Regions from separate parts of the Mus musculus genome. Here all the other regions are linked to region 1. The links are chromatin contacts, called in public capture Hi-C and promoter capture Hi-C maps. All regions are on one chromosome and are shown on one strand. Each heading gives the region's core, a stretch centred on a gene start, on an enhancer-like site or on the middle of the called end of the contact. The rest is flanking DNA. Distances are from core to core; before and after follow the strand shown.

Region 1 (2,915 bases), core at 270-2,769:
ACTTTTTTTTTAAAGATTTATTTATTTATTTATTTATTTATTTATTATATGTAAGTACACTGTAGCTGTCTTCAGACACTCCAGAAGAGGGCGTCAGATTTCATTACGGATGGTTGTGAGCCACCATGTGGTTGCTGGGATTTGAACTCGGGACCTTCGGAAAAGCAGTTGGCACTCTTAACCACTGAGCCATCTCGCCAGCTCCAAGATACTTTTTTTTTAATGTTAAAAAAATTAGCTTGGCAGTGGGGGTGCACACCTTTGATCCCAGCATTTGGGAGGCAGGGGTAGGCAGATATCCAGGCCAGCCTGGTCTACAGAGTGAGTTCCAGAACATTCAGGGCTACACAGAGAAACCCTGTCTCAAAAAATAAAAAATAAAACATTGTGTGTGTATGTGTGTCTCTGTGTGTGTTTTGTGTACTTATGTATGTGTATATACGTATGCATGTGTATATGATGGGGGGGGGGAGTGGGAGAGGGAGAGAGAGCACACATGTGTGAGCATGCTGGTATCCATGGAAGCTAGTGGCCATAGAGGTGACTGTGAGTCACCTCATGTGGATGCTGGGAATCAGCTGTGCTCTCCTGGAGTAGCAGCCATGCTCTTAACCCCTGAGCCAGCTCTCCAGACTCCAAAATCTTTCTTACTGCATCAAGATCACCCTAATATAAGCTGGGCCTGGGCGTGGTGGTGCACACCTTTAATCCCAGTACTCGGGAGGCAGAGGCAGGTGGATTTCTGAGTTCGAGGCCAGCCTGGTCTACAAAGTGAGTTCCAGGACTGCCAGGGCTACACAGAGAAACCCTGTCTCAAAAACCAAAAAAAAAAAAAAAAAAAATCACCCTAATATAAACTAGTCTGAGCTCTGAGCTCTCACACACGGTATTGCCATATAGTCTTCTTTCCATGCTCTGGGAGGCAGTCAAGATGGTCCTTTTACACTAAGCTTGATGTCTTTAAATATATATATATATATATATATATACTATTTCATTTATTTCTTTTTGTATGTGCATATGTGGGCATGCCACATTGGGTGCTGGGGTCGGGGGAGAAAAATTTTTGGTAGCTGGTTCTCTCCTTCTACCATGTAGATCTGGGAACTGAGCATAGGCCTGGCAACTTACTAAGACATTTTTCAGGCCAAGTTTGAAATCTTGTAGCTGAGATCTCAGGGAAAGAAAGCTTCAAATCAAAACAAAACAACAACAAAAACCATTGTCTTTTATTAATAATAGGTTAATTGTCTTTTCATAATAATCAGAACTTGTTCATGGAGAAACAGGGTTACATTTGAAAAGGATTAGACCTAAGAATTCTTCTTTCTAGCTTGAACTAAGCCTATGAAAACCAAAACCAAAACAGAACATCCCGGGCATTAGGACCCAGTGGAAGTGGCTCGTTCTGACTTTGGGTTAACTTCTCTCAGTGACGTAAGGAGCAGACCTAGCTCATTCTTCCCCGCAGGCCCCCCCCCCACTCCCTCTCTCTCTCTTGCGTGCTCCTTTTCTCCTCTTTCTCCTCCCCCTCCCTTCTCCCTTCCCTCCCTCTTTCCCTCCCTTCCTCTCTCCCTCTCCTTTCCCCCTCCCCTCCTCCCTCCCTCTTTCTCCCTCCCTTTCCTTCACTCTCTTCTTTCTCTCTCTCAGCTCCGTAACAGTAAAGAAAAAATGCTGCTATCAGTGACTTCCAGGCCTGGGATTTCGACTTTTGGCTATAACAAGAACAACAAGAAGGTAGGAAAAAAGTGCTTTTGGGGAATCAGCTACTTCCTTTCCTAGGGATCCAGGAGCGCCCTTGGTTTTAGAATTCTCCTTTAAGAGGGGAACGAGATTCCTCTGTCCCCCTTCAGCGCCTCTCCTTCCACCGCGTCTTTCCTGCCTTTTTGCACCTGGTTCTGGAGTTAAAGGAATTTAGAGCAGAAGTTTGTGAGGCTGGAGGAGGCAGCGGAATAAAAACAACCAACTTTGCAAGTTTGTATCTTCTGAAACGAAGTTAGTCTGCCTGTCTGCTGCTGCGCCCATGGTCCCGGGGATAGTCTGACAACTCAGACCTTGTCCCTAGGCTCACACCCGGCAAGATTATTTTATCATTTTGGTTAATTGCATCCACCCTTACCCCCACCTCACTTCGCTTTTTACTCAACCCACCAGATAGCAGAAAAATTACAGGTAGTTTGAGAGGTCTCAAGGCTCATCAAGAATTAAGTGTGTGCTTCTAGACGAGAGACCCTACCCCACCCCACCCATCCTGGCAGAGGAATTTGGGGAGATAACATGCTTTGGGATTAAGGCAGAAAGCTCTGTGATTCTTTGGGTCATGCCTTTTGAGAGGATACTTGGAACCCTGCAGATAGCCAGGCTTAGCAAGGATCCCTGGAGTCTTTATGATTAACCCCTGGCTGCCTGAGGAGTTAAGGTATGTTTGAGTGAATGAACAGCCTGGAGAGAGATAGACAGGCTTGCCCACATTTGCCAGAGAGTATCCTTGGCAGTTTCTTGGCATTTTGTGGTATGCAATGCTGGAGGAGGAGCTTTGAGCCATAGCAGGAAGACTTTTTGGTCTCTTTTGAGCATTACAGCTGTTCTTTAAGAAAACACGTGGTGCAGAGATCTATGCTTGTTTGATGGAATGTTGGAGGTGGGGAGAGATTCATATCCTCGTGGACCTGAAAAGACCATTTCAGAGACTCGAATACTAGTATCTCATCAGGGCAGTACTCTGGTGGGTAGTTTATGTGGTTTTCATTCTGTTTATGTGCTTAAGAAAGAAAGCTCTACAGCCAGGTGATGGTGCAAGCCTTTAAATCTAGTACCCAGGAAGCAGAGGCAGTCCAATCTCTAAGTTCAACACCGGCCTGGACTACAAGCAAGTTCCAGGACAGCCAGAGCTACAGAGAGAAACCCTGTGTCAA
Region 2 (2,915 bases), core at 295-2,794, 960 kb after region 1:
CTAGCAGTGTAAAGCAAAGAGGGTCTCCTGTGCCCATGTCCCGTCTCTAGCCTTATGTCTTTATGTCTTCTGTCTTCCTTTTGGTCTTCATCTTTGTATACTGCTCTTTCCCTAGGAAGCCTTTCAACATCTTGCTCTGAATTTACCTTTTCATTTATTTATTTTGGTTTTCCCAGACAAGGTTTCTTTGTGTAACCCCGGCTGTCCTGGAACTTGCTCTGTAGACCAGATTGGTCTGGAACTTAGAGATCTGCTTCCCTCTGCCTCCTAGAGTGCTGGACTAAAGGCATGCACCACCACTGCCCGGCATGTCCTTATCTCTTAATACTGCAGCCTTCTCCTTGGCTAGTCTGCGTCTTTAGACTTTTAATTCCTCTAGGGTAGAATTTTTCCTTTGCTTCAACCAGAGGAGAATCAGCCCCAAAATGGTAGTGGCTTCCAATTATGTTCTCAGTAAATACCTGTTGACTAGATGAATTAATGAACGAATTAAAAAAAAAAATCAACTTGGGGCCATGACCTAAAATTTCATATTTCCAGAAGATGAAGACATGACTTAGCCGGGCAGTGGTGGCACATGCCTTTAATCCCAGCACTTGACAGGCAAAGGCAGGCAGATTTCTGAGTTCGAGGCCAGCCTGGTCTACAAAGTGAGTTCCAGGACAGCCAGGGCTATACAGAGAAACCCTGTCTCAAAACAAAACAAACAAACAAACAAACAAACACCCAAAAAACAAAGAGAGAGAGAGAGAGAGAGAGAGAGAGAGAGAGAAGAAGAAGAAGAAGAAGAAGGAGGAGGAGGAGGAGGAGGAGGAGGAGGAGGAGGAGGAGGAGGAGGAGGAGGAAGGGAGGGAGGGAGGGCTCAGTGGTTAAGAGCGCCGACTGCTCTTCCAAAGGTCCTGAGTTCAAATCCCAGCAACCGCATGGTGGCTCACAACCATCTGTAACGAAATCTGATGCCCTCTTCTGGAGTGTCTGAAGACAGCTACAGTGTACTTACATATAGTAAATAAATAAATAAATCTTTAAAAAAAAAAAAAAAAGAGCATTAGCTCTTCCAGAGGACCATACTTGACACCCAGCTCCCACAACTTCAGTTCGGAGGATCCGACGCCCTCCTCTGGCCTCCGGGGCACTGAACTTACATCGTGCCAGCCAAACACCTATATACATAGAACAATTAAATGTATATATTTAAATTTGTCATGTCTGCAACCCCAACTTCATGGAGTCTGCAACCCCAACTTCATGGAGGACCAATCCTCACTTCCGTAATACCCAAACTTTATACCGAGAATGAGGCAGGGGATAGCAAGTTTGAAGCCAGCCTGGACTAAGCAAGGAGACCGGTCTCAAACAGAACGTTCGCCTACGGACAGAGCTCATCCACTAGAAACTGGACAGAACCGGAAGCGACAGAAGCGCCGCCCTGCACAGCGCCAACCCCGCATCCTTGTGAGTGCAACCCGAGCCAGGTGACCGCCCGGCAGCCGAGGGGGTGGAGCCATCCCCGCCGGCCCCGCCCCGCCCCGCTCGCGCGCCTGAGGGCGGGCCTCCGGTCACATGACGGCTGCGCAGGTGAGCACCGCTTCCGGGTCGGGCTTCGGAGTCGCGGCTAGCTCCCGCTTCCACTCGCTCGGGTGCGCGGGAGACTATGGCGTCCTCCTCCGTCCCTCCCGCCACCGCACCCGCGGCAGCTGGAGGCCCCGGCCCGGGATTCGGCTTCGCCTCCAAAACCAAGAAGAAGCATTTCGTACAGCAGAAAGTGAAGGTGTTCCGGGCCGCGGACCCGCTGGTGGGCGTGTTCCTGTGGGGCGTCGCTCACTCGGTAAGAACCGGCGGGACCCCGGCTCCTGCCCCTTGGCCCGAGGATCATCCGGGTCCTCGCGCTGCCGCCTCTCCCCCGCCCGGCCTGGTTCCCAGCGCACCATTCCCCGGTGTCCCCCGGGGTGGCTTCTGGTGGAGACTCTTGTCTGTCCCCTTCCCCTTTACTCCTCCCCTAGAGTTCCATCTTCACCTGATATCCAGCTCTGTTCCTTGACTCCTTCCTGTCAGGTCCAGCCCCAGGCTACAGGGACTGGCCAGGATCCGGCTGCAGCCAGAGGGACATTAAGGGGAGTGGCTCTGAAGGGTTATTGGTGAGGTCTGGGTGCGACAGTGCGTGAAGCGTGTCTGGGTACTACTGCCTGGCCAGAGAAGTAGTTTGATTTCCTCTCCACCTTGCTTTTGAGCCCCAGCCCTTGACTTTCGAACCTTGGCTTTTTCTGGGAATGCCTCTAGGCTTTTTGGACCTTCTAACCCTGCATGCCCTTTCCAGAGATTCAGCGTTTCAGAGAAGTTACCCCACTCTACCCTAGGGATGCCCTCTCTGAGGTCGAAATGCTAATATATGTCTTTGGGCTTAGCTGTGTCCCCATTGTTGGCTGGAGTGATGGTGTTTGCTATAAATGGAGTCACCTGTAACCAGGGAAAGGTTGAGGAGCCGTGGTGGCAAGGACGTTATTGGTGGACTTTAGGTGCCAGAAGGGGCTCGGAACAGTGCAACTGAGACCGATGGGCCCAGTGCACCTCCTGTCCTGAGGATATCGTGGAGGAACCAAGGCTAGTGAGGCATGGCTGGTTTTCTCCTTACTTAGGTCGGGAGTAGGAAGCATGCAGTTATCTTGAGCTTGACAGGGACTATTTTGATTACCACTTCTTTGGGTTGTAGACATGATGTGTTGTGGAGGTGTGAGGGGGCGAGGAAGAGGCCACATTGTTATGTTCTGATTGGAACATCGCTGGCGGTCAGTTAGCTCCCTTCTGCCTTGGCTGCTCTCAGGGGTATTATCTTTAGCGAGGATTCCATTTAAGGCATTTGCTGTGGGTAAGACTAGTGGAGATAAGGCTGCCCTAGTACCTTCCAGGTGACTTAC
Region 3 (2,915 bases), core at 269-2,768, 910 kb after region 1:
CTAATCACTAGTCCAGAATGTAACTGCTTTGAGATATCTCAATTGTATTTAATAAGACTTGGGTTTTACAGGTCTTGTTAGTTGTAATCTCACTGGCTCGACTCTCCTTTCTGGCATTGTTCATTGGTGGCTGCCAGCTGCTGGGCAAGGCCTTTGAAAGCCCTGAGACCTCCACACCACCCAGGCTGGGGTTGGCATACCCACTTATTGTTGTGGCTTGCCAGAGAAGGAAAAGGACCTGCATCTGGGGAGAAAGGTCAGAGTCCAGAGGGATCCTGAGGTAGCACACAGTCTTACCGCATCAAACTCTGCTTGATCATCCTCAGGTAGGTCGCTGGTTTCATAAACGTCTGGCTCATTCCTGGCCTGCAGGGAGAAGCGGTGACCACCCAGACTCATTACCCAGCATTCATCCCTTATCCCATTTCCTTTGAACAAGGCATTGCAAAACCTGACTGTCATTCAAGGATTCCGCCCTCCACCTCCCCTGTCAACTCTATGTCCGTTTCATCCAGTGGGATGACCACAGGTACAAACTGGGATCTGGGATAAAACGTCCATAGTGAAAGAAAGATGCTACCCTGAACATGGCTGAGAGGCCAGTCCTTGGTAATTATCTTGTCCTAATCTGGTGAGGGTTTCTTGAGTTAGGCCCTGCACATCACTGTACAAGGGTTGAGAGTGACTCAGGACCTTAGTTCTCAAGGTCCGGTGTGCCAACCCCCCGCCCCCAACCCTGAGAATGCAGAGAGGACAGCATCAACGGAGGGTACATGCCGGCTTGTGCATGAGGAGCAAGCACACAGGTGCTCGCAATGCACAGAGCTCCCCACTGGCACAAGGTTTCTGCAACAGTAACCTCTTCCCTGGCAAGATGAAGGCCACCAAGTGGCCTGGTGAGTTCGGCTGGAGTCAGGGTGCGGGGGCGGGCAATCGGGAAATTTGGGGCGACAAGGGCACTGTTGACATGGACGGTACAGACATTCGGGCTCAAGTGGTAAGCGCCCGGAGGCGATTTCTGGGCGGAGAAACCGGCTACTGCCAGAAAAAGGGCCCGACGCGGTCCAACGGCCCGGCCCAGTCGGGTCTGGAGTCCAGAAGGTGCTGCGGCCGTCGAAGGGCGAGCGGCGGGGACCCTTGGGGCTAGGGGGCTGCCAGCGGGAGGGGTCGCGGGCTGGCTTCTGTTGGGGGTCCTCGGGAGGTCGGGGGCGCGGTCTGGGGAGCCGGGCCCGGCCCTGTACTCACAATGCCGGGGAGATCGGCGTATTTAGGGTCCGCCATGGCGGCGGCGAGGCGGGGCTGGGGGACCGAGGCCTCGGAGGAGCCGGGGCTGGTGACCGAGTGGGGGAGAGGCTGGGTCCGGGTCCCCAGCAAAGGCGACGATAAGGGGAGCGGCGGAGGAGCAGGAAGTCTCGCGACAGGAGCAGGCCGGCAGGAGGCGGGGGACAGCAAAAGTCGCGAGGACAGCCGGCTACCACACCCCTGGACAGGCTGGGATTGGTGAGAGCGACAGGGAATGAGGTAATGGCGAGGAGACGCCGCCTAGCATTGTGGGATATGTAGTCCCGGTCTTCTGGGGCTTGGGCTGGAAGCGACAATAACAACGTTAGGGAGCTATTGCATACAGTTATCTCCTTTCGTTCTTAATAGTCTATGAAAGGAGTTTCATAATTCCTGCTTTAGAAAACCTAGAGATTGGTTACATGAAACCACACAGCTCGCCACGTTGTAAACAATAGCAAGATTTAGTAAACATTTAAAGAATAGAAAAATGAGGCCGTCTTTTCAGGTTAGGGCTTCTGGACAAAATAGAGGGACCCTAGTTAAATTTTAATTTCAGGAGCTGGAAAGATGTCCCAGGGGTTAAGAGCACAGTCCTCTTGTAGAGGACCTGGGTTCTATCCCCAGCATCCAGATAGTGGCTCACAGCCATTTATAATTCCAGTACCAGGTGCCCTCTTCTGGCCTCTGAGGGCACCAGACACACACGTGGTACACTGACATACATGCAGACAAAACACCCATACACATAAAATAAATAAATAATAACAATTTTTTATTGAAGTTAATTTCAGGTCAACAACTAACAATTGTTAGTATAAGCATGCTTCTTATATTTCTGATATGCATATAATAATCTGAAACCCAAGTTCGTCTGAGGGTGCTATTTCTTCTTCTTTTTTTCTTCAAAAGTCTGGACATCTTAAATGAAAAAGCGCTGGCTCACAGTCTGACTGAACTCTCCATGACGGTCATCAATTTCATTAATAGTTCCCCAGAAATTAGGAGGAAGGAATTTGACACAGGTCTCAAACTGTAGTTCAGGGTGGCTTGGAACTCACTTTTCAGTGCTGGGGATTGAACTCAGGACCTTACATATAGTAGCTTTGTGTCCAGTCAGCAACCAATCTTTCTGGAGGAGAGATACAGTATGGTTAATCCTCTTACTTTGCCACATCAATGCATGACAATAGAAACCCCAATTATTTAATTTAATTTGTTTCTTTGTGTGTGTGGTGTGTGTGCGCGCACACAGGAACGTGGAGATCAGAGGACAGCTGTTATGCATCTGCTTTCTCTCCCCACCATGGGGGTCCTGCAGATCAAACTCAGTCGTGTGGCAAGCCCCTTCACCTGCTGAGCCATCTCACTGACCCATTTTTAAAACAGAAGGAAAGGCTGGGTGTGGTGGCACATGCCTGGTCTAGTGAGTCCCAGAATCTCTATGTAGCTCCAGCTGTCTCAAAACAAGAACAGAAGAGGAGAAGGAGGAAGGGGGTTGGGGCTGGGATGGGAGGTGAGAGACAAATAGAAAACCTACTACGTGCTACTAGAGAAATAAAAAGGTACACTCAGGACAAAAGGAAGTCCTCAAGCCAGACACAGTGCTGTCCACATATATTCCTAGCACTTGG
Region 4 (2,915 bases), core at 300-2,799, 850 kb after region 1:
GCTTGCTCGTAATCCCAGCAACCCCAGCGTTTGGGAGGCTGAGGCAGGACAGCTGCTGGAGTTTGAGGTCGGTCTGAACTACAAAAGGAAGCGGGGCGAGTTGGGCCTACTGCGGACTAAGACCCCTGGCTCAAAATACAACTGACAACAGAGTGGGGGAGGGGCTGACCAAGGCACTCAGTGTTAGAAGGAACTTGCTAGTGTCCTGACTTGAAGACAGGACTTTAGGACAAACCTTGCCCTGGGCTAGGAGTTAGAACTGGAGAAAAGCAGTCTGCTGACATTCCTTTGGCTGTACTGGATACCCTGTTCCTCCAGGGCCTCTGTAACTCGACTGTCCTTTCTCATCCCCTACGTTGCTTATGGCCACTCTTCCTGCTCCTGCGAGATCTTCTCAGAGCACCTCAGCCTCTTCTCCTCATTGTGTCCATCTGTCCCCCTCTCCCCTCCTCTCTGATCTTTAAGGGAGGGGTGTTGTCTGTGTCCCCCTCTCCTACCTTCAGTACTTAAGGGAGGGAGGCTGTGTCCAGTTCACCACTTCACATAGATCCCGCCCCACCCTGCTGTAGTGCAGGCGGCCGACCAAGCTCTGAGTTATGCTCCAGGAAGCTCTGTAACTCACCACAGCAACTTCTGTCATCCACCAGTGAGACCTTTCTCCTGGCCCTTCCTTGAAGGATTTCAGGGAGCAGGCCTTCACATTGCCCGTGCTGACACTTTTGCACATCTTGTGGGGATGGTGAAGAGGCTGCCCAGAAGCAACCTGGGGTTCCTGAGGCAGATAGAGCTCCTCCAGGGAGCCATGATACAGCTTTGTCCCTGGAAAGAGAGATGTGAAGGAGTGGCAGGTGAGGACAGATATGACCTTGGGAATTGTCTAGGAATGCAGGGCAAGGCTGCCGGGAAGTGACACGGGCCCTAGAGCTAAGAGTGTAAAGGGGACGCCACAGTGGCTTGGGTGAGAACTAGGCTTATCAAAGGAGTCCGCAGAAGGTAAGACAGAGTAGTGCTCTCAGCGCTCAAGCGGGAAGAGTCAGAGAGTCGGAAAGGTGAAGAGGGGGGAGGCTCAAAGCTTACTTACCAGGAGTCCAGAGGGAGCTGTTGTAGGTAGTGTCTGCTGGGTTGTGGCAGCAGATTGATTCCTCTGTCATGTATGCAGCTGGAACAAAGATGGGCCGAGAGCTGGGGGGTGCGCCCAGACGCCTCGCCAGCCACCAGTCTGAGTTGGTCTTTCGAAGCAGTAGGAACCTGTCACCTTCAGCCAGAGACACCTGCCGGCCATCTGCCCCAGTGTAAGTGAACGGATAGAGGGCGCAGAGCTGGGGTCCCTGAGAAGGGCTTTGTAGACTCAGCCCTAGATTTCCCCAGATACTTGGCCACCACCGGCCTGAGAACATGGTGGCTGGCACTGTCACCTATAGGAAAAGGGGGTGCTGAAGTTCCAGAAGGAAATAGGAGCTGGTGCCTCCGTACAGAAGGGCATGGTTTGAAGAGTGTGTGTGAGCGTGTGTGTTTTTGTGTGTGTGTGTGTGTGTGTGTGTGTGTGTGTGTGTGTGTGTGTGTGTGTGCAGGACCCTTAGGGCGAGAGGAAGAGGGGAGAGAGATCAGCACAGGTTTGGGGGGGGTCCAACTTCTGTGTGATGTGTCTGTTGAGGAAGTGTATAAATAAGGTGAGAGAGGATGTGGTCAGCAGCCTACCCAGCAAGCAAGGCAGGGAATCTGAGAAGACAACCTAGCTTGGTGATCTTTAGATACCTTGTCGAGGTTACCTGATGTTCCAGGGTCAGAAAGACCTGATCCTGGATGTTGAAGGGAGCCCTGAGCTGCACATAAGGAGGAAGAGGAGGAGGAGGAGGAGGAGCCAGGCTAAGAGCAGAACACAGACAAAAGTACAGGTGACAATGATGAAGGGAAGGTTATGCCATGACCCGTTTTTAAGCTCACACAGGCCTCAGTGTTCCTGTGACCACCCAAACTGCCTCAGACTCGAAGCTTTGTGTTTCCTGTGCAGACAGACAACCAGAAAAACTAAAAAAACAAGCGAGCAGGAAAGGAAAAAAGAAGAGTGCATATCTCCTTCAGCCCCGTCTAGGACACATTAGGGCGCATGATCTATGCATCAACCTTCTGGAGGGGTCCCCGGGTTTATTATGGGGCTCCGTCCATTTGCAATTCTTGTTGTATGTGTGAGTGTTTGGTCTGTGTGTATGTCTCAGCACCATCCAAATGTCTGCTGCCCAAGGAGGCCAGAAGACGGTGTTGGATCCCTGGGATCAACAGTTACAGGCGGTTGTGAACCCTCATGTGGGTACTGGGAATTGAACCAGGGTTCTCTGGAAGAGCAGCCAGAGCTCTTAACTGCCAAGCCATCTCTCCAGCCTTTTTTATTTCTATGCTTAACAAGAACTGGTTGAGGACTGTCTCCTGTGTGGAAGGAGCCGTCAAGAACTAGAAATGACAAAGGGATGAGCTCCTTAGCAGCTTAGGGGGCCAGACCTTAACTGACCTTAACACAGGAAATTTACTAACTGCAGCTGAATTGGAGACCGTGCACACACGGTACAGAAGTCGATGTAGTGGCTCACGCCTTCAACCCAGCACTCAGGAGGCAGGGGCAGGTGCATCTCTATGAGTTTGAGGCCAGCATTATCTACATAGTGAGTTCTAGGGCTGGAGAGATGGCTTGGTGGTTAAGGGCACTGACTGCTCTTCCAAAGACCCTGAGTTCAATCCCCAGTAACCACATGGAGGCTCACGACCATCTGTGATGGGATCCGACACCCTCTTCTGGTGTGTCTGAAGACAGCTACAGTGTACTCATAATAAATAAGTAAATAATTCTTTTTTTTAAAAAAGATTTATTTATTTATTATATGTAAGTACACTGTATCTGTCTTCAGACACTCCAGAAGAGG
Region 5 (2,915 bases), core at 188-2,687, 810 kb after region 1:
GGATGGTCTAGATAACTTGTCACCATCAAGGGACCAATAGTCAGAGAACTCCTGAATATCCCCCACAACGTCAGCTCAGCACAGTTCCCGCTTGTACAGACGTCCATTGGCCCATATTTCCATCTCTCCATCTATTGAGAGATAGTCCTCTCCCTTTCCTGCAATCCTGTGTCTTCTAGCTCAGCCCAGAGGCTCTCCTAGTCTCCAGCAGCTCTCCAGCTGAGTTATTAACATGTAACCACCCACGGTGACTCTTTGTATCCATGTCAGCTCTTGGCCTCTGTATTCAATAAGGCTCTGCAAAGAGGACTGTTGATCACCAACAGCCTTGCAGGCTATCTGGGGAAACTAGAATCATTTGGTAAATTGCAACCAAAGAAACTGACATGCTTGCAAACCTATTGTTTTCTCAACAGTTCTCACACGCCCACCTATGTTTCTGACGGGACACACTAAGAACATCTGGTTTGGACATTTCTTTTTCTCTCCCCTTTCCTTAACTTTCAGATGGTAACTGTGACTTAGTGGGCAGAATCCAACCTGAACTAACAAAGAAGGTTGGGCTGAAAGCCCTAAGGAGGAAAATCCGAGCAGTTGGGAAGCAGAGGTGGCCTGGTCTATAGAGTTAATTCCAGGGATACATAGGGAAACCCTGTCTCAAAAAAAAGAAAAGAAAAGAAAAGAAAAGAAAAGGAAAGAAAAAGAAAAAGAGAAGTGGAGGAGGAGGGGAAGGAGGAGTGGGGAGGAGAAGCGAGGAAGAGGAAACTTTAAAGTGCCTCTTTTTTTTTTTTTTTTTTTTTTAAGAGTCACCATTTAAGCAGGTGTGGTGACATATACTTTTATTCTCAGCACTTACAAGACAGACACAGGTAGATCTCTGTGAGTTCAAGACTAGGAGGGTCTACATAGCCAGTTCCAGGCCAGTCAGGGCTACACCATGAGATCCAGTCTCAAAAACAAACAAGCAAGCAACAACAAAGAAGTCAGCCTCTTAACTGGACACGGTAGTCCATGCCTGTGAGACCAGATTTGAGAAGCAGATGCAGAAGTTCAAAACCAACCTCCACTATATAGCAAGATCAAAGTAAACCCAAGCTGAGTGCAAATCTGACTCAACCACACACCATGCACACACAAAAAGTCACAATTTTTTTTTTCTTTTTGAGACTGTTAAGTCCTGACTTCTGGTGATTATCCAGCCTTAGCCCCTGAAGTAACCGCTGCTCACAACACTTTTCCCCCAGGCTTCACAGCAAGGCTCTAACCTTTGTCCCCTGGTCTGGCAGCTCATTTGGCTAACAATCTCCCAACAGAAGCAAGAGGCAGACATTTCTTTCTTCAAACAATCCACACAACCCCCTCTGTACTTTCACTGGCTACAGGAGAATACTGCCAAGTTCCACCTGAACTGGCTTCATTTTTCACGCCAGATGTTTGGCCGCTGTATCTCTGACAAAAAGGAGTCATGCCAGTCGGAGGTCAGTCACATTCCTCCCAGGGTCCCTGGTGCCCAGGACAGAGTTGAAGCCACTCCCGTTGAGACCCTGAATATAGGCTTTGGGTCCTTTAAGGAGGCTATCCTCCAGCAATGGCCTCCTCCTTGCTCCTGGCTCTTCTGTTCCTGACTCCAACCACAGTAGTGAACCCCAAAACTGAGGGTCCATGCCCAGCATGTTGGGGTGCCATCTTTGACCTGGAGAGCCAGCGGGAGCTGCTTCTCGATTTGGCCAAGAAAAGTATCCTGGACAAGCTGCACCTCAGCCAGCGCCCCATACTCAGTCGGCCAGTGTCCAGAGGGGCTCTCAAGACCGCGCTGCAGCGCCTCCGCGGGCCTCGACGGGAAACCCTGTTGGAGCATGACCAGAGACAAGAAGAATATGAGATCATCAGCTTTGCTGACACAGGTAGGTCCATGGTCCGTAGCTCTGGCCCCAAACCTGACCCTAGGAAGGAGAAAGTCTCCTCCCTAGTTAGCTTCTGACTTCATCCTCGCCAAAAACATCCTGCTTGCACACTCTGCGCCTGCGCACCCGGGGGCTCCTACGCCTCAGGTTCTCTAAGTTAGGTCAGGTTCACTTGGTGGGAGCTGGGAGCTGTTGGTTTCACTTCTTTAGAAATCTCTCTCTCTCTCTCTCTCTCCTTCCCTCCTCTTTCTCGCCCCCCCCCCCCCCAATCTATAACCCTCCCTGTGTGAGCCTGCCCAGTCCCCAGGCCAAGGGTCGATTACTGGGCAGTTTGTGATTTCTCTGACTCCAGGATCTATCAATCACCTCCTCTTCCTCGAGAATACCCCATGTCTGTAAAGAGAGAAAAAGTAAGACACCAAGATTATAACATCTCTCCGCACCTCAGGTCCTCACATCAGACAATGTCAAATAAAAACTCAGAAAGAGGTGTGAAAGATAAGGGTAAAGAAATTCAGGCCTACAGCTGGGAGGTGGTGGCGCACACCTTTAATGCCAGAACTCAACTGGGGAGGCAGAGGTAGGTGGGGGTCTCTGAGTTCAAGGCTAGCCTGATCTATAGAGCAAGTTCCAGGACAGCCAAGGCCACACACAGAAATTCTGTCTAGAAAACAAACAAACAACGGATAAAAGATAAAGAAAGAATTACTTCCATAGCGGAGAGAGCTGGAGAGAAGATGAGAACTTAGAAGACTTAAAAGCTATTGCAAGCTCACTCGCTCTCTGGTCTGGAAGACGGTGCCACGCGCCACACCATGCTCCTAGCCGCTTTCCCCTGACTGATTGGCACCTACTTTCTTCCCCCTCACGACCCAGCACAAATTATGCAGCCATCGAGCCTGGGCTCCCATTCTTTCAGAGCCACTTATTAGCTGAGTGACCTGGGTAGTTAATAGCCAGTTTTCTCACTCGTAAATGAGGATAATGAGAGGATAGCTTAGAGACTTAAAT
Region 6 (2,915 bases), core at 110-2,609, 670 kb after region 1:
TCTCATTTTCCAATCATGGGAAAGCAACGTCCCTGGTATTAGGGGGCTGGGTGTTGCAGGTGTTGGCTATCCCAATAATAAATGAGACGCACACAAGCGGTTTCAATCCGAGTAGTTTTCTTCAGAGGCTGTGTGATGGCTTCCCAGCCCTTTGGACCCCGCTCCCCCCAAAAGCGGACATAGGTCCAGACTCACCCCACTTTGCGGAGTCTCTCCTGGAAAGGGGGGCTGAGGGGACTCCACCACTTCCTTTTCTGTCATCTTACAAGAGATTGGGCCCCGCTATGAGTTCTAATCTCTGTCTGCTGTTCTTCTATTCCAGCAGTCCTGCTGCACACAGTAGGGTGGCCCTCGAAGGGGAGCCTTTGGGAGAAACTTGGTTAGACAGCTTTGGCAGAGCTTATGAAGAGATTCTATGGAGGTCCCCCGAGAAATGTCCAACAGAGGAAAGACTCCCCAGTCAGTTGCTTACACGGATACTTTCCACATCAAGGAGCAAGCCCAGAGTCTACAAATCCAACATGCTACTCAAGGCTTGTCTTCTAGGTTCTTCTACAGCAGTTCTCAACCTTCCTAATGCTGTGGCCCTAACGCTGTGGTACCTTGTGTGGTGGTGACCCATAAAATTATCTCACTGCTCCTTCACAACTATACTTTTGCTACCGTTATGAATTGAAATATAAATATCTGACATGCAGGACGTCTGCTATGCGACCCACAGGTTGAGAACAGCTGTCCTACAGGTAGTTCTGATCGATGATACACATCTTCTAGTGGCTTCAGGAGGTTTAACATGGTTAACACGGTTAACCCGTCTGCGTGTCTGAAGGTGTGTCCAGAGATCTGTCCTCCCCTACCTCTCTCCTGAGCCTTGGGGGCCTTGTGCCTAGTTCTTCCCTGGCCTGCCTCAGGCCTCAGCTATTTTAGGTTTTCAGAGTAATGTGAGCCTTCCCTTCCCTTACCCCTCCATTCCCTGGACCCCACCACACCCTACCCCCTTCTCCAATCCTCACTCATCCTGAACTAGGACAATTTCACTTCAAAACCCCAAACTACTCACAGGTGAGGAGAGAGACGAAGAAGCCCAACAGACTCAGGTTAGAAGAAATGAAAGGATAATGAAGAGACGACTTACTTTCCAGACTCCCTAAGTCAGTTCACTGTGGAAAGGGGTCTCTGAGACCTTGATGGTGCTGCTGGGGAGGGCTAGCCCTCTTCCTTCAGGGAGGTAAGCCCCCTTTCTGGTACCTTCTGGACCCACACCAGCTACCCAGACAGTATTAGTAGGTAGGCCTTGGAGCCTCTCACCGTGGTGGCAGAGCTGAAGTGACAGGGCTGGAGGACAGTGGACAGCTGAGAGCACAGCTGACAGGGAGAAATTGGAACCAGGAGGTCTGGGGCAGGGCTCGACCCTGACTCCTCCCATCCCCCCCCCCCCCCGCCCCCCAGAACAGCTCTTCTCCGAGTGTTTACACAGAGCAGGTCAGTTCTGGCTTATCAGGAATAGGCATATTCTACCCAATACAGTAGCACCCCACTCCAAGTACCAGGGATTGAAAACAGGGTTTTGCCATGCTAACTATGTGGCTAGACTGCCAAGCTATACCCACAGCAGGAAAGGCACTCCTGTTCAAGACGCAGTCACGTGAAGGACTTTAGATCTGATAATGGAACCCCCCATACTCTCCCCTTAAGGTTCAAATAACCGTTCCAATCTTACCCTCCCTGGGCTCATTTCAATCACGTTCTTGGATTTTATTTCCTGCCTCCCCCACCCCGATAGGTATCTTTGTGTGGGCCTGGCTCTCCCAGAACTTGCTCTGTAAACCAGGCTGGCCTTGAACTCAAGGGATCATTCTGCCTAGCTCCTGAGTGCTGAGATTAAAAGTATGTGCCACCATGCCTAGCTAACACCAAAACTTCAGGCTAGGAAAGGGATGGGAGCTGAGAAGAGGATGTGACTCAGAATTCTGTCAGCCACGAAAGACTTTCTCACTGGCAGCTGATCGAATGCAGTGCTTTCTCAAGTGCACGGGTGCATTTTTCTCCCCTTTCGCCTAAAATCCTGTCCCTAAGATGAAGAGAATGTATGTTACTGAAAAAGATGGTGGCAAAACCCAAAAGCTATGGGGCTGGAGAGATGGCAGAGCTTCTCTTCCAGGGGACCTGGGTTCAGTTCCCAGCACCCACGTGGCAGCTTACAGAGCTCTGCGACTCTAGTTCCAGAGGACCTACACCCGCAGACACGCTGTATATTTAAACGCATGTAGGCAAATCACCTATACACATAAAACAAAAATAAACCTTTTTAACAAGAGTCAGGTCGGTCCCTGTATAGTTAACCCTGGGAAGGTTACAGCTGCCTGTGTCCTTCTCTCGTCTGTCTGTCTGGATGTGTGTGAGTGCAGGTGTGTGTGTACGTCAGAGGCCATCCCATGGGATCCAGGGATTGGGCTCAGGCTACTGGGCTTACACACTAGCCAATCTCGCCAGCCCACAGCTGCCTTCTGTAATGAGGTTTATTTCTAAGTATACTTTCGTTTATCGTTTAAGCTATACTAAGTGTGTATACTTACTGGGGCATGCCCTCTAACATGTGGTCAAAGGACAACGTACCAGAGTCAGTTCCCTCCTTCCTCCGCCTATCTTGGGATCAAACTCAGGTTTTCAGGCTTGGTAGCAAGCATTTACCTACTGAGCCATCTTGATGGCTGCATGGTGAGTGTTTCTCATCTGTAAAGAATGTTCCCTTCCCCGTGAGAACTGTAAACCTAGGAGACAGCCAAGCTGTAGAGTCTTTACCCATTTTAACTGCAATTCCACCTCTCACACACTCAGACAGCCCCAGCATAGGAATGAAAAGGAAGAGGGGGCGGCTGCAATCTTGGGAGACCCAGCTTTCTCTATTCTGATTA
Region 7 (2,915 bases), core at 230-2,729, 650 kb after region 1:
GCAGAGCTCTGTGAGTTTGAGCCAGCCTGGTCTACACAGAGAGTTCCAAGACAGCTAGTGATATACAGTGGAACCCTGTCTCCAAAAACCAAAAAACAACTCCACCCCACCTCCCCCCAAAAAAACTGAACCCAAAAACCACCACCAAAACCTGACTCACAGGGCTATGTCTCTGTCTCTGTCTCCCTCCTTCCCTCCATCCATCCCTCCCCCCTCCCTTCCCCCCTTCCCCCCCTCCCTCCCTCCCTCCCTCCCTCCCTCCCTCCCTCCCTCCCTCTTATCTGGGTATAAGAGAACAAAGTGAAGTGTTTCGTGTTGTCTGGGTCACTATTAGTGAGCCCCTTGTGTCTCCAGGGCTAAGGCATGGCTAAATGTCTACTGAATGAGTAAAGGTATAAAATGGCTATCAGAGGCCAATGGTTCTCAAAACCACTGCTTCCTGGAATCCCCAAGAGGTTTGGTTGTGTGTCTCTGAGCAGAGGCCTTAAGAAGATGTCCTCAAGCGGTGGTGGCGCACGCCTTTAATCCCAGCACTCAGGAGGCAGAGGCCAGCAGATTTCTGAGTCCGAGGCCAGCCTAGTCTACAGAGTGAGTTCCAGGATAGCCAGGGCTACACAGAGAAACCCTGTCTCAAAAAACAAAAACAAAAAACAAAAACAAAAACAAAAAAACAAAACACAAAACAAAACAACCCCCCCCCCAAAAAAAACAAAAACAAAAAAAGAAGTGGGCGACTGCTGGGGAGTAAGGGAGATGTAAATAAGAAACGAATGCAAACCGTGTGAGAAGAGGAGGGATGGCTACTCTGCTCTCACCTGACAGCTGGATAGACACAGAGGAGGCAGGCTGTGAGTCAGGGGAAGAGGACAACCCACCGGAGCCAGCGTCCGAATGCGAAGTTTCATTTAATCCCTTCTACAAGCTCTTTGTGTTGGAGTGGGCAAAGTGTGACAGGCTCATCTGAGGTCCACTGTCCTCTAACTTCACATGTAGCTGAGGCTACTAGCCTTGACCTTTCAATCTCTCTGTCTCCACTTCCCTAGTACTGGAATGACAATGTCATGGTTTAACATTGGAAGAAACGGAGGACTTTGTGTTGTAATCCTAAAGCAAGGATTTGAGTCTTTTACCCTTTCAAACTATATCTGCTTTCACTGTGTGTATTTATCTTCTAAATATGTTTTAAATCTCCCTGAGAACCATATGCTAGATATGCTTGGTAGGCATAAACCACACGAAAATAAACAAACAAACAAACAAACCAAAAAGCGCTTGCCTGGAAAACCGGAAGGAAAAACAAAACAGAAACTCTGAAGAGCTTCAAGAAAGGACATGGAGGAGCTTTAAGTCTAAGAACTTTTCAGGCAAAGCTCTCCATACCGGGACTTGTATAGATGGGAAAGAGCAAAGTAAAAAACTACAATTCCCAGAAGGCAATTTTTTAAAAAAACCCAGTACTGCGCATGCGCAGGGAACGCCTCTTTCACTCGAACTTCACGGGGGCAATTTTCTCGCGCACGCGTTCTAAGAGCAGCTGGTTTTCGACCCCGGTACTACACCGATACAGAGTTAGTGGCTAGTCCTCCTGTGCCTCCTGTAGCGATGGTATCCTTCTCTTTGCTTCGGACCACTCGGGTAAGAACAGGGTTCTGTTTACTGGATGATCAGTGGAAAGGCCCACCCAAAGTGGGGTTCTCCTGGCTCCTTGCTGCACGTGTTCTGGGGCCTCGGGGAACAGATGCTTAACCAGGAAATCCCTGAGACAGCACATGTGCGGTGGCTGGGCCCCTAGTTCTGGCGATCAGACGACCTAGGTAGGGTCTTGTAGTCACCCAGTTGACACGACTCTTAAGGTAAAGGTCCGCAGACGCTGTGTTAACAATATCCTAGCAAACAAGTGGGGTTCCCGGCTTCGATGCGCTAGTTGAATTTTTCCCGCCAGCTCTGAGCTATGGAGATGATGCAACCGAGCCTCAGTACTTTCATCACGCAAGGGTCCTGCTGCTGTGTGGGCAGGAAGGAGGTAGCGAGGTGCTGTGTGTGTGTGTCTGTGAGTGTGAGATAAAATTAAGATTTTGGGCAAACACCTTCAGCCTACCCCAACTCCCGCCAGTACACAACTCTTTCCAAGAACTGCTTAAAAGTCTATCCTCCTACTTTTTAAAGGTTGCTCTGGAAACCACCCTTTAAAAGCCTCTGGTGTTAAGCCCTGTTAGCTTGGTATCTTCTCTCATGGAGGTATTCATGTCCGGAGGCCCTGCAGGAAGTCCACCTCTTATGTTTATGAATATTTTAACTGCACTGTGTGTGCACTGCGTGCATGCCTGGGTACCCACAGAGGTCAGAGGAGGGCATCAGATCTCTTGGAACTGGAGTTACAGATGGTTGTTAGCTGTTTTGTGGGTGCTGGAAGATGAACCGCTGTCCCCCACAAGAGCAGCCAGGACCTTAGGATGGTCATTTTGTTCCTGTGTGTGGGGAGACTCTGGAATCGCAGTGTCTCTCACCTGAATTGGAGGGACATGGGCTTCTGGGGCACAAGCTTTGCTCTGTGACTTTGCAGAGTCACTCAGGGTGATTAGGGATGCGTTGTGTTAGAGTTGACCAAAACTGCCCTTTGGATAATGATCTGAACCTTTGACTCTAGAACTTGCTATTCAAGATGAAAGTGGGGGTAGAGAGCACTGACTGCTGGCCGGACCAGGCTGCGTACTTAGCCAGAGGGCTCGATCTGTACCCATGACTGAGGGCAGCTGGGAGAAGAGATCTGGACAATTTTTAATTAACCCTGGCCTTTCTGCCCTGAGCCTCTGCAGAGATGTGGTCAGCTGGTCTGCATGGCTGCCCGGGCCCAGCACAGCAAGGTGGCCCAGACGCAGGCTGGGGAAGCAGCTGGAGGTTGGACGGGCCAGGAG

What was found. Promoter capture Hi-C pulls out the DNA fragments that hold promoters and counts their contacts. Capture Hi-C pulls out chosen DNA fragments and counts their contacts.
Region 2: a contact with region 1 is called in a promoter capture Hi-C map of liver, with 4 times the contacts expected there. The contact joins the promoter of Pip4k2c here to the promoter of Rbms2 in region 1. A contact is called at or near these places in 3 of 39 promoter capture datasets (the C10 cell line, liver and pre-B cells) and 1 of 115 datasets of contacts at active chromatin or transcription factors (embryonic stem cells).
Region 3: a promoter capture Hi-C map of liver shows a contact between it and region 1, with 5 times the contacts expected there. The contact joins the promoter of Dctn2 here to the promoter of Rbms2 in region 1. A contact is called at or near these places in 4 of 39 promoter capture datasets (frontonasal cranial neural crest, hippocampal neurons, liver and 1 more) and 1 of 115 datasets of contacts at active chromatin or transcription factors (bone marrow-derived macrophages).
Region 4: a contact with region 1 is called in a promoter capture Hi-C map of pre-B cells, with 4 times the contacts expected there. The contact joins the promoter of Arhgap9 here to the promoter of Rbms2 in region 1. A contact is called at or near these places in 9 of 39 promoter capture datasets (the C10 cell line, cranial neural crest, frontonasal cranial neural crest and 5 more), 1 of 484 Hi-C or Micro-C datasets (the N1E-115 cell line), 4 of 115 datasets of contacts at active chromatin or transcription factors (acute myeloid leukemia, astrocytes, embryonic stem cells and 1 more) and 1 of 9 other capture datasets (macrophages).
Region 5: a contact with region 1 is called in a promoter capture Hi-C map of liver, with 5 times the contacts expected there. The contact joins the promoter of Inhbc here to the promoter of Rbms2 in region 1. A contact is called at or near these places in 6 of 39 promoter capture datasets (frontonasal cranial neural crest, hippocampal neurons, liver and 2 more) and 1 of 9 other capture datasets (pancreatic islet).
Region 6: a capture Hi-C map of macrophages shows a contact between it and region 1, with 2.7 times the contacts expected there. The contact joins the promoter of Stac3 here to the promoter of Rbms2 in region 1. A contact is called at or near these places in 7 of 39 promoter capture datasets (the C10 cell line, cranial neural crest, hippocampal neurons and 2 more), 2 of 484 Hi-C or Micro-C datasets (the N1E-115 cell line and embryonic stem cells), 1 of 115 datasets of contacts at active chromatin or transcription factors (astrocytes) and 2 of 9 other capture datasets (adipose tissue and macrophages).
Region 7: a contact with region 1 is called in a promoter capture Hi-C map of hippocampal neurons, with 2.9 times the contacts expected there. The contact joins the promoter of Shmt2 here to the promoter of Rbms2 in region 1. A contact is called at or near these places in 12 of 39 promoter capture datasets (the 3T3-L1 cell line, the C10 cell line, the HPC-7 cell line and 7 more), 2 of 484 Hi-C or Micro-C datasets (both in embryonic stem cells), 2 of 115 datasets of contacts at active chromatin or transcription factors (astrocytes and large pre-B cells) and 1 of 9 other capture datasets (adipose tissue).

What each region holds. Positions count from the first base shown.
Region 1 is chr10:128,175,172-128,178,086 of GRCm38.p6, reverse strand. Rbms2 (RNA binding motif, single stranded interacting protein 2) reads left to right here and starts at 1,519. Exons shown (of 13, transcript NM_019711.2): 1 at 1,519-1,737. The coding sequence starts at 1,672.
Region 2 is chr10:127,210,251-127,213,165 of GRCm38.p6, reverse strand. It overlaps Pip4k2c (phosphatidylinositol-5-phosphate 4-kinase, type II, gamma), which reads left to right and starts at 1,544. Exons shown (of 10, transcript NM_054097.3): 1 at 1,544-1,828. The coding sequence starts at 1,655.
Region 3 is chr10:127,264,865-127,267,779 of GRCm38.p6, reverse strand. Dctn2 (dynactin 2) reads right to left here and starts at 1,518. Exons shown (of 14, transcript NM_027151.2): 1 at 1,246-1,518; 2 at 298-366. The coding sequence starts at 1,281. It overlaps Gm40800 (a long non-coding RNA gene), which reads right to left. Exons shown (of 2, transcript XR_872171.2): 2 at 2,036-2,413. It also overlaps a transcript of Kif5a not described here.
Region 4 is chr10:127,320,598-127,323,512 of GRCm38.p6, reverse strand. Arhgap9 (Rho GTPase activating protein 9) reads right to left here and starts at 1,549. Exons shown (of 16, transcript NM_001285785.2): 1 at 1,082-1,549; 2 at 623-819. The coding sequence starts at 1,397.
Region 5 is chr10:127,369,070-127,371,984 of GRCm38.p6, reverse strand. It overlaps Inhbc (inhibin beta-C), which reads left to right and starts at 1,437. Exons shown (of 2, transcript NM_010565.4): 1 at 1,437-1,904. The coding sequence starts at 1,589.
Region 6 is chr10:127,500,130-127,503,044 of GRCm38.p6, reverse strand. It overlaps Stac3 (SH3 and cysteine rich domain 3), which reads right to left and starts at 1,359. Exons shown (of 12, transcript NM_001359751.1): 1 at 1,309-1,359; 2 at 196-363. The coding sequence starts at 261.
Region 7 is chr10:127,521,008-127,523,922 of GRCm38.p6, reverse strand. It overlaps Shmt2 (serine hydroxymethyltransferase 2 (mitochondrial)), which reads left to right and starts at 1,479. Exons shown (of 12, transcript NM_028230.4): 1 at 1,479-1,635; 2 at 2,808-2,915. The coding sequence starts at 1,603.